Regions from separate parts of the Mus musculus genome. Here region 1 is linked to region 2. The links are chromatin contacts, called in public promoter capture Hi-C maps. All regions are on one chromosome and are shown on one strand. Each heading gives the region's core, a stretch centred on a gene start, on an enhancer-like site or on the middle of the called end of the contact. The rest is flanking DNA. Distances are from core to core; before and after follow the strand shown.

The links. Promoter capture Hi-C pulls out the DNA fragments that hold promoters and counts their contacts.
Region 1: a promoter capture Hi-C map of liver shows a contact between it and region 2, with 5 times the contacts expected there. The contact joins the promoter of Slc31a1 here to the enhancer-like site in region 2. A contact is called at or near these places in 3 of 39 promoter capture datasets (cranial neural crest, embryonic stem cells and liver) and 3 of 115 datasets of contacts at active chromatin or transcription factors (embryonic stem cells and large pre-B cells).

What each region holds. Positions count from the first base shown.
Region 1 is chr4:62,358,869-62,363,711 of GRCm38.p6, reverse strand. It overlaps Slc31a1 (solute carrier family 31, member 1), which reads right to left and starts at 3,011. Exons shown (of 5, transcript NM_175090.4): 1 at 2,869-3,011. It overlaps Fkbp15 (FK506 binding protein 15), which reads left to right and starts at 3,116. Exons shown (of 28, transcript NM_001045528.2): 1 at 3,116-3,342. The coding sequence starts at 3,290.
Region 2 is chr4:59,842,960-59,847,930 of GRCm38.p6, reverse strand. The region is part of intron 1 of Snx30 (sorting nexin family member 30); the gene reads right to left. Among named protein-coding and RNA genes, the nearest start is that of Snx30, 40 kb to the right of the region's middle. Within about 2 kb of position 2,475, at least 67 of the 459 cell types and tissues checked have an H3K27ac peak or open chromatin away from gene starts, as enhancers often do. A contact at or near this core is called in liver, where this site is marked.

The DNA.
Region 1 (4,843 bases), core at 1,762-4,261, 2.5 Mb before region 2:
GTGTTTAGGGAACTGGCCCAAACTCAGTGAGTTCAAGGCTGGGAGACAGGAATTCAGGTCTCCTGACTCCAATTCCAATAGTAGTCATCTGGATATTTTAATCCAGGAAGACTAGCTTTCCAGATGCACCAGATTTTATATTTCCTTTTTTTTTTTTTTTTAAATTAGGTATTTTCTTCATTTACATTTCCAATGCTATCCCAAAAGTCCCCTATACCCTCCCCCCACCCAACTCCCACTTCTTGGCCCTGGCGTTCCCCTGTACTGGGGCATATAAAGTTTGCAAGACCAATGGGCCTCTCTTTCCAGTGATGGCCGACTAGGCCATCTTCTGCTACATATGCAGCTAGAAACACGAGCTCTGGGGGGTACTGGTTAGTTCATATTGTTGTTCCACCTATAGGGTTGCAGACCCCTTTAGCTCCTTGGGTACTTTCTCTAGCTCCTCCATTGGGGGCCGTGTGATCCATCCAATAGCTGACTGTGAGCATCCACTTCTGTGTTTGCTAGGCCCCGGCATAGCCTCACAAGAGACAGCATTATCAGGGTCCTGATTTTATATTTCCAATTCTAAGCCTGAAAGACTGAGGAAGACCCATTTCCAACTTTCCCTTTCTTATGTTGCTAATGAAATTCACCCAATCACCACACACACCAGTTTTAGGGTTATTGAATACCTAAAGAAACAGCGTCCTAGCTGGGCAGTGGTGGTGCATGCCTTTGATCCCAGCACTTGGGAGGCAGAGGCAGGCAGATTTCCGAGTTCGAGTTCGAGGCCAGCCTGGTCTACAGAGTGAGTTCCAGGACAGCCAGGACCACACAGAGAAACCCTGTCTCGAAAAACCAAAAAAAAAAAAAAAAAAAGAAAAGAAATAAAGAAAAAAACAGGGTCCTTTCCCAAGTCCTATGCCACACAGTCTAGGTAAGGGCCAGGCTTCCTCACTCATCAGCTCTCTAAACCCTGATACAAAGGACCAGGTCTGCCCTTTACTCTGTGTGACCTCGGACTAGTCACCCAAGTGGCTAGTTCCCGTTTTCTTGTACACCTGTACATTTCAAACACCCACCAGAGAGGCACCTCCCCCACAGAATGCAGGGAAAGAGCTCTGAGACTTTCTTGGGTTTTGCTCACTTTTTTTTTTTTTTTAAAGAATTGTTAAAATCCAGTATAGTGATATAGTCTTCAATCCCAGCACTGGAGAGGCATAGGCAGGTGTAATTCTGTGAGATTCCAGGATAGCCTGGTCTACATAATGAGTTTTAGGACAGCCAGAGCTACATAAATAGATCATCTCAAAAATAAATAAATAAATAAACAAAAATAAAAGAAAGAAAATAAAAATAAAGAAAGCGTTCCTGGAATAAACTTATCCATTCATTCCTACCCACTCAATTTCACAAGTTAAACAGAGCTACTGCTACAGGCTCCAGTCCTACCACCCAGATTCCAGTGTATCACTGCTTTACCAGTCAGATTTCACTGTTCTAACCATCTTAATCTGTAAAATAAACACAGGAAGCAGGCCAGCAGCCTTATCCTCAGATAAACAGGAATAATTTACTCACAAAAATTGTAAGTAACATATAATATTTCTAACTACACTATTTCCCCTTCCCCCTCCCCTGGAGTTTTAGACAATAGTACAGTCACCTTCAATGAACAAAAGAGACCAAGCAACCCAGACAGTTCACAGCCAGTACAGCATTTTTATCTTTCTGGAAGCTACCTATAAAAGACAAGAGCCACTGCTTGGCTCTTTGGGTCGCACGGGGGAAAAAAAAAACCGAGAGTAAATTAAGGAACAAGGGAACAAAGCTAAGTTATATTATTCAATCTAATAAAAAATTAATGAGAATCCACTGTGGGCAAGAAGACTTACAAGTTAGTAGTTCAAAAACTGTAATAAAAAGCCCCACAGGGGAAGTGCCAAGAGGTACAAAGTTCTCTGGGAGAGAGCTTCCAATCTCTTTAGTATCATCAGAAGAGACTAAAACATTCCGGAAAGGGACACTTACAGGATCAACCTGACTGGGAAGAAAACCAGAAAGAACTCCAATGAGAACTGTGGAAATGGACACTGGGACACACTATCTGCTTAGCCACAGCGTGGCTAAGCAAGATCGTTCAAAAAAAAAAAAAAAAAAACCCAAAAACAAAAACAAAACAGGCTAACCAAAGAAATATAGAAGAAAGACATGCAACAGAGTGGGCGAAAACTGGAGGCAGAAAAGTCAGCGACAACCAATGTTGACTTAAAACCTTGGCAACAAAACTCAGCTCAGCAAAACTGGATTGAGGACTTTCTACCTTCAAAGTCTCGTCCATCATCCACCCTCCCGAATATCCCAGCTCTTCTGGACCTCTCTTATCTGGACTTTAGAAACAGGGTCCTTTCCCAAGTCCTATGCCACACAGTCTAGTTAAGGGCCAGGCTTCCTCACTCATCAGCTCTCTAAACCCTGATACAAAGGACCAGGTCTGCTCTTCACTCTGTGTGACCTCGGACTAGTCACCCAAGTGGCTAGTTCTTCTGTCTTCTTGCCTGCAGATCAGTTTATTACGAAGAGACCCGGATCAGACTCGATGATTTCAGAGATTTAAAACCTTGAAAAAGCGCATATGGAGACACTGGACACGCGGTCCTTTGCGTAGATGGGGAAACTGAGGCACCGAGCACCCTGCCCTAAGGTCATAACAGCAATGTCGCTGTAAGATCCCTGCCACTGTTCGGCTCAGATCCCATGACTTCTAGTCCGGGGCTCTTTCTCCTTCCGCCCAGCTTAAGGGAGCTGCGGGGGGTCCAGGGTTCGGGAGGGAAAAGGACAGCGAACACGCCGGGTTTGGGAAAAGGAGGGGAGTGACCTTACCTTCACAGGGTAAGCCCCGCCGCCTTAGTCTTCCTCTCAGAACTGGATCCCCTAGTCCGGTACGGACTTCTACCAAGCCCCCGCCACTACTGCCCGGCTCGACGTGTCCCACGACCGCAGTAAAGGCCGCGGATTCCCGCCCTGGACCCGCCCCCTGGGTGATCCCACCAATCACCGCTCAGAACCTAGGAACTCCACCTCCTCGGAGGGCTGGTGAGGCCTTGCGTCACTGGGAGCTCACCTCCTCATTTGCCTTTGCTCCACCTCCTCCACCGCTGGGTCTCCTCTGGGCCTCACTACCCTGAGAGAGTTTGTCCTGCCGGAAAGCAGCTCGCCGCCACGGCGTTTTACGTTACCGGCGGTGACAGGCCCTGGGAACATCCAACTTCCTCCTCCCTTCAGCTGGGCGAAAGCCGACGTGATGTTCGGTGCCGGAGACGAGGATGACACCGACTTCCTCTCGCCAAGCGGCGGGTGAGTGATTGAGGAACGGGACCCGAGCGCTGGGCTGAGAGACTGGCGCGGTGGCTGCAGGGGTCGGGCTCTTCTCAGGCCGCTTCCCAACTTCCGGGTCTAGACAGACCCTCGGCGCGTTCCACCGCTCAGCCTTCGCATTCTGAGTAGCGGTGTCACCTCGGCCCGTCTGGGTTCAGGAACTGGAACCTCCCTTGACACCCTTTTGCTTTGTGAATCACACTTTCTCCAGTGAAATGGAGAGGATTGCTGGGGAGACTGCTTGCCTCGGAGTTTATATAGGAGTCAGCTCCTATAATAAATATACGAGCTGTAAACTCAAGAGACTTTCTCTTCCCCGAGAACAGGATGGTGACACTTTGAACCAGGACCTGGTGGGCCATCTCTGGCATCCTTCAAAGCCTACTTCAGAGGTTACCTTTTTGGTGATTCTTTGCTTTCACAGTCCCGGGAGGAATAGTCTGCTTCATCTTCCATATTTCCACAAGCCTTAGCACATGGAACCTACTGAAATCTAAGCCCTGACTGAACTGCTTATGGTTGCTCATTTCTGTCTAGGTCTCAGAACAGTAACTCCTGGTGCACATTGATTGCTCACGAAGTGCCTGCGAAATTATGCTTTTTAAGCCCTAAGGTGTAACGCCAATGGGAAAGACTATTCGTTTTCTTCTGCTTTCAAACATCATATATGCCATCTTGGGAGAGAAGTCTTTAACGGCAGGCTAGATCCACCCCACCCCCCCCCTTTAATAATTAGCTCAGTGTTTTCCCTTGCGTTGTCCTAGTGGACCTCATGTCTCCCTTCAGACTTGTTAACTGCAAAGCTCACATCTTTGCACAGCCCTTCTTTGAACGCCTGCTTTACAAGTTTTGTGCATAGTGATGAACCTACTTAAGAATGACTGACACATCATCCTACCAATAATGATTAGTCTCCTAGAATACTGGGCAGTCAATACAGGAGTGACCATAAGATGACTGGCTTTCTTTTGATTGTGTGTGTGTGTGTGAGAGAGAGATGTATGCATGTATGCATGTTGTGAACATCTTTGTTGAGGACAGAGGTTCAGTATCAGGGGTCCTTCTCTGTACACTTCCACTTTAGTTTTTGAGACAAGTTTTCTCACTGAACCTGAGTTTTCCATTTTGACTAGACTGGTTGTCCAGCAAGCTCCCAGTATCCATCCATCACCACACTTGTCTTTTTTTTTTTTTTTTTTTTTTTTTTTTTTTTTTGTGGTTGCTGGGGATCTGAACTCAATACAATAAGCACTTTACCCAGCCCCTCTTATTTGGTCTTCAGTACTTAAGATCTTTTGACACCCAGTGAGTGGCTCTGCATTTCTCTCTGACCAGCACATTCTCCCGGGACCCCTGGGAATGCCTGCACCCACTTAGCCCCACTTTGAATTCATTTAGTTGCTCCATTACTTTTGAGTTGACTGGGCATTGTATCCTTTCTTTCCTATGTTATCCAAAACATTTACAGCCTCTGCTGCTG
Region 2 (4,971 bases), core at 1,226-3,725:
GCACAGTACAAAAAGAACACCTTCAAAGGAATTTCAGAATCAAAACCCCAGTCCATAGTCTTTGGCCAGGTTTCCATGATCTCCAGACTGTAGTCCCTGCTCCAGACATCCTTAGAAACAAGGATTTGCCTAGTTGATGGATTTACACATAGTTCCTATGGATGCCTTCTAAAGAGGCACCGCTATTACAACAACAGACTGAGCATTTAAGTGATGTCAGCCAAAGTGACGATACCGGGCTACCAAAACACAGGGCCAAGACCATCTGTGTTTAAACCACTCAGTAGGAATGCCAAAACCGCTAATGATGACACAAAGCAAAACTGGTTGTGACAGTACTCCTTGCCTTGAAGAACGAGAGCAAAGGGTGCTAGGACAGCTTAAGAAGAATGAGGACACTTGCCAAACAGAAAAGCAAGGCCAGGGGAGAGCAGTGTGGCCATTCCAGGCCAAAGAGTCACCTGCACTAAAGGAGGAGAGGCATTCCTAAAAGCTCCTCCCTAAACGAAGAACGAAGGCCCACAGCAAGAAGATGGCGATTGCAGGTGTTAAGGGATGAGCCTCACTGTCACTCTGACAGGATTTAGAATCACCATGGAGGTGGGAATTTGGGTGTTGTCTGTACAGGAGTTTCTAGGCTAAATGAAGTGGAAAGCCCGCTCTCTATGAGGGCAGCACATCATATGGACAGGGGCCCTGCCCTGAATCAAAAGGAGAATGGGAGCTGGGCAGCAGTGTTCATCTCTCTGTCTCCTGAGCACAGATGCAATGTGACCAGCCACCCCTGCCCCTGCCCCTGCCTTCCCATCACAGTGAGCCTAAAGTAACCCTTCTTTCTTAGCTCACTTTTCATGGGTATTGTGTTTGGTCAATGCATGCACATACTACTTGGCAGACTTCAAAGTCAAGTACACAGCTTTCTAAGAAGACAGACTAAGCTGTCCTAACACAACTAAAAACACAACTCTCCCTAAGACCAGCTCTCTTTTATGCCCATCTCTAGCCTGCTCTCAGGATCCTGCCAGCCAAAAAACCACAATTGAGCAAAATGTTCATTCTTCCACTGGCATTTCTGCACACACATCACACAAGGCCACGGGGCACAGAACCTGCCAATCGTCATCAAATCTGGTTGTTCTACATTAAAAGGAAAAGACTCTGAAGTGACAGGCCATTCAACAACATCTAAAGAGTCTAGGTCTCACGCATGGCTGTCCCACACCACCTTGTCCTTCAAGCACAACAGCCATCAGCATCTTAGCAGACGATGAGTCTACTGATGCGTCCCAGGGAGCAGAGGATCATCAGACCCTCACCTGAGATTAGGGCCACTCCCTCCAGCACCCCTTCCTCCTGGCCATATTTAATTTCTGTCTCTACCTGTGTTATGACCTAGGAGCAGCTCAGGCAAGTGTCCCATCTTCTGATATTGCAACACAAAGTTGTCACACACACAGTTCATGCTCAAGAAGCATCAATCAAGTTACAAGACGTCATACATAAAGTAAGTTCCGATTTGTACTGGGCCCCACTCACAGCTCTCCTGGGGCATATGCAGCCCGTGGGATACATGTGGGACATACCTGTCAGATAGAACAGAGAAGATAAATAAAGGCATGCTCCATCTATACAGCTAAGGAGAAGGAGTGAAGGGAAGTCTCACCCAGGCAGGGATGAGACTTTAGTGATACATACCTGTCTTAGGGTTTATTTCTGTGAAGAGACACCATGACCAATGCAACTCTTATAAAGGCAAACATTTAATTGGAGCTGGCTTACAGTTTCAGAGGTTCAGTCCATTGCCATCATGGCAGGAAGCATGGCATCCTGCAGGCAGACTTTGTTCTGGAGAAGGAACTCAAGAGTTCTAGATCTTGATCCAAGGGCAGACAGGAGATTCTTCAGCAGGCAGCCATGATGGGGCTCTCTTCTGCACTGGGCAGAACTTGAGCATAGGACCTCAAAGCCCACCCCCACAGTAACTCACTTCCTCCAACAAGGCCATACCTCCTAATAGTGCCACTTCCCATGGCCAAACATATTCAAACCATCACAATAGCTGTGTGGGGTCACCTGCATCCTATTTAGTAAGCCCAAATAAACCCACTCGTCCACTAAGCTAGTTAGACAGAATCATTACTTTGGTCTGTCATTGGTAACCTACCGGGGTTGGGGGCCAGAAGAAGGCATTAAATCCCCTAGAAATAGAGCTACAGGGAGCAGCCATGCGGGTGCTGGCAATACAGCGTAGTCATCTGCAAGAGCAGCAAGTGCTCTTAACCACTGAGCCGTCTCTCCAGTTCCCAAACCATCCTTGTAACCACCACTCATTCATCTCACAAAATAAGACAATTCAGATGTGTCAAAAACGTTAGTAAAGAACTTTCTTGGTTGTCAGAACCAGAGTGTAGAAGAAACAAAATACTAGTCTGTTCTATGTGATCAAATATGGGTAAATCATTACCCCAGACCAAACTCTCTTGAGGGCAAAAGCCACTCAGGCAAGGAACAGGACAGGACAGACTCACAGACCAATGGCAAGTATCAGATGTTACGATGACAACAGCCTTCCCCGCTCTCATCTCTAAATGTGCTTTAAATCCCCCCACATTTTCAGGAAGACTGAAAGTGTCCTTTTTATCAGACACAGACTCTGGAATTTGTGAGCCTCTCAGGGACAAAATTTATGTGCCAAATTGTGCCATTTGACACGTATGTCCCTCCTTGGGAGAGATATAATTTCTGTGGTCGATCTTAAAACCGTCTGTGGGAAAAGAAAGGGCCACCGAGTTGAAACTGCCTTTCTGATCTAAGAAGGGAACGGAAGCACGCCCTCCTTCCTCTGGACACTACTCAAACCACCTTCTGGCAGAGCTCTCTCGTGCTCAGGGTTTGTGACAAACTCACCCTCCAGCTGTGGCAGTGGGAGGCCTTCAAACCCACAACCAAAACTGAAAATTAACACAAGGCTGAACTGGAAGGAAGCCTGTAACCCTATCCCAGAGGGCCATGCTTCCTATGGTCAGTCAGTGTTCATATCATTCCTTTGTCTCCAACAGTGTCAGCTCTGAGGCGTTGGCTCAGCAATAGTACCCAGATTCCAATCCACATCTTAGGAATTCCTCGAGGCGTGGTGCCCTGGACACCTGTGCTAGAAGCGTCCTATATTCCTTTGTAATACGAATTTTCAACCCCCAAGTCCACGTGGATGTCTCTGCAGAGCCATTTGCTTGGTCCATGGCTGCTCCAGATCCCAGCCAATGTGGCTCAGTCCAGAGAAGGGTGGTTCCTCTTTATGTCCACGGTTAACTGAGTCACTGAAGAAGAAATGAAAACTGCACCAAGAGTCTGGTCACAGGAAAAAATTAAGAATGGGCTTGCAAGATGGCTCAGCAGGTGGAGGTGCTTGCTGCCAAGCCTGACAACCCGAGTTCAATCCCCTGGACTCCTACCAGTTATCCTCTGACCACCACACACACAAAGTAAACTAATAAGAATTACTTTTTGAACATTAAGGAATAAGAGAAGAAACAGGATCTCTGAATGCATGAGGCTCTGGGCTTAATCCCTGGGACTTGTCAAAGCAAGAAACAGCAAGAAAAAGAAAAAAGGGAGGTTTGTGTTCTAAGCTATGGGGTTTGGAATTTTTTGACATCAAAAAGTTTTTTTTAAGTTTATTACAGTAAGATGAGCTGTCATCAAATTTAAAACTGCATCCATGTGTTGCAGCCTAAGTGCAGAGCTCGTGCACAGGGCTGCATTACTCTAGGGAACAGAAGCCCCGCCGTTCCACAAAAATTGTGCTGTATATAGCCTGTTGCTATTTTGTCTCATTAGCATCATGTTTTCACTGTCCTTTTGCTAGTGTATAAATTATTCAACTGCACAAATTTCTCTGTGTTACAACTGCCTACAGAATTCAACACCGTAACATGTCGTACCACTCACTGGGCAGCCTATACTCTGCTGTATTCCACACAGTCAAAGGGTACAGCAAGCTCCACCACCACTTAGGTTTGGAAGTCCACACCGTGTTCACACAATGAGGAAATCTTCTAGAAACATGTTCCTCAGAACATATTCCTGTTGTAAAGAGACACAGGGCTTCACTGGTCAGTCCCATCCTCTTTGTAAGGCCATCTGAGCTAAGCTGCCGAGAAGGGCTCTGCAAAGAAGGGCCAGTTATCTGAATCCTCACTTGACAACAGATGACAGAGAGGCAGTTAGGTAAAGAAGAAGCCCAAGGAAAGAATGAGGCCAAAACCTTACACTGTGTCTAGAAACCATGTGTTGTAACCAAGTTGGAAACAAAATAACAAAATGGCACCTAGGAAGAGACCTGCAGACTTGTCCTGAGGCCAATACACAGGAGATCAGTAACAGGATTTCTAAACCTACCACTGCCTCTTTTTGTTCTTTTGGTTTTGCCAGGGTCTCTCGAGGCAGCCCAGGCCCAGCCCCCTGGGTGCTGAGATCACAGGTGTGTACCACCACACCTGCTGAAGATGCTTCTATTTCACATTTCACATGATGGAGGAAAATACCAGCCGTCCCAATTGAAGACTAGGATTATTATTGGTTAATGCTGTTGTAGAGAAAGGCTAACAGATTGCAGGAGCTCGCTTTCCTCAAAGCCTCTCCCAGGTACAGCTGCTGTTGGACAAAATTTAGCTAAAAGGTTACTTTCCTAAAATATAATTAAACATGTGTTAAGCACCTTTCCTCTAGTGATAAAATACCTGATTATGTCTCTGAGATGTCAGAGAAACAAAATAATTATCACTCCCTGTTTATGCTATAGACCAAAATACAGGTGTTTTCCAACACATGGGATCTTAAGTGCTGTAACTGACAGGTGCTGTAGCCCCTAAACCACAGCTGAGAGGATATGAAAAAGCAGAATTTATTAGTGCATGTATTTAATCCAAACAGCATTCTTGATGACTGCCAGGTGCAGTTCTGGGGAAGCAA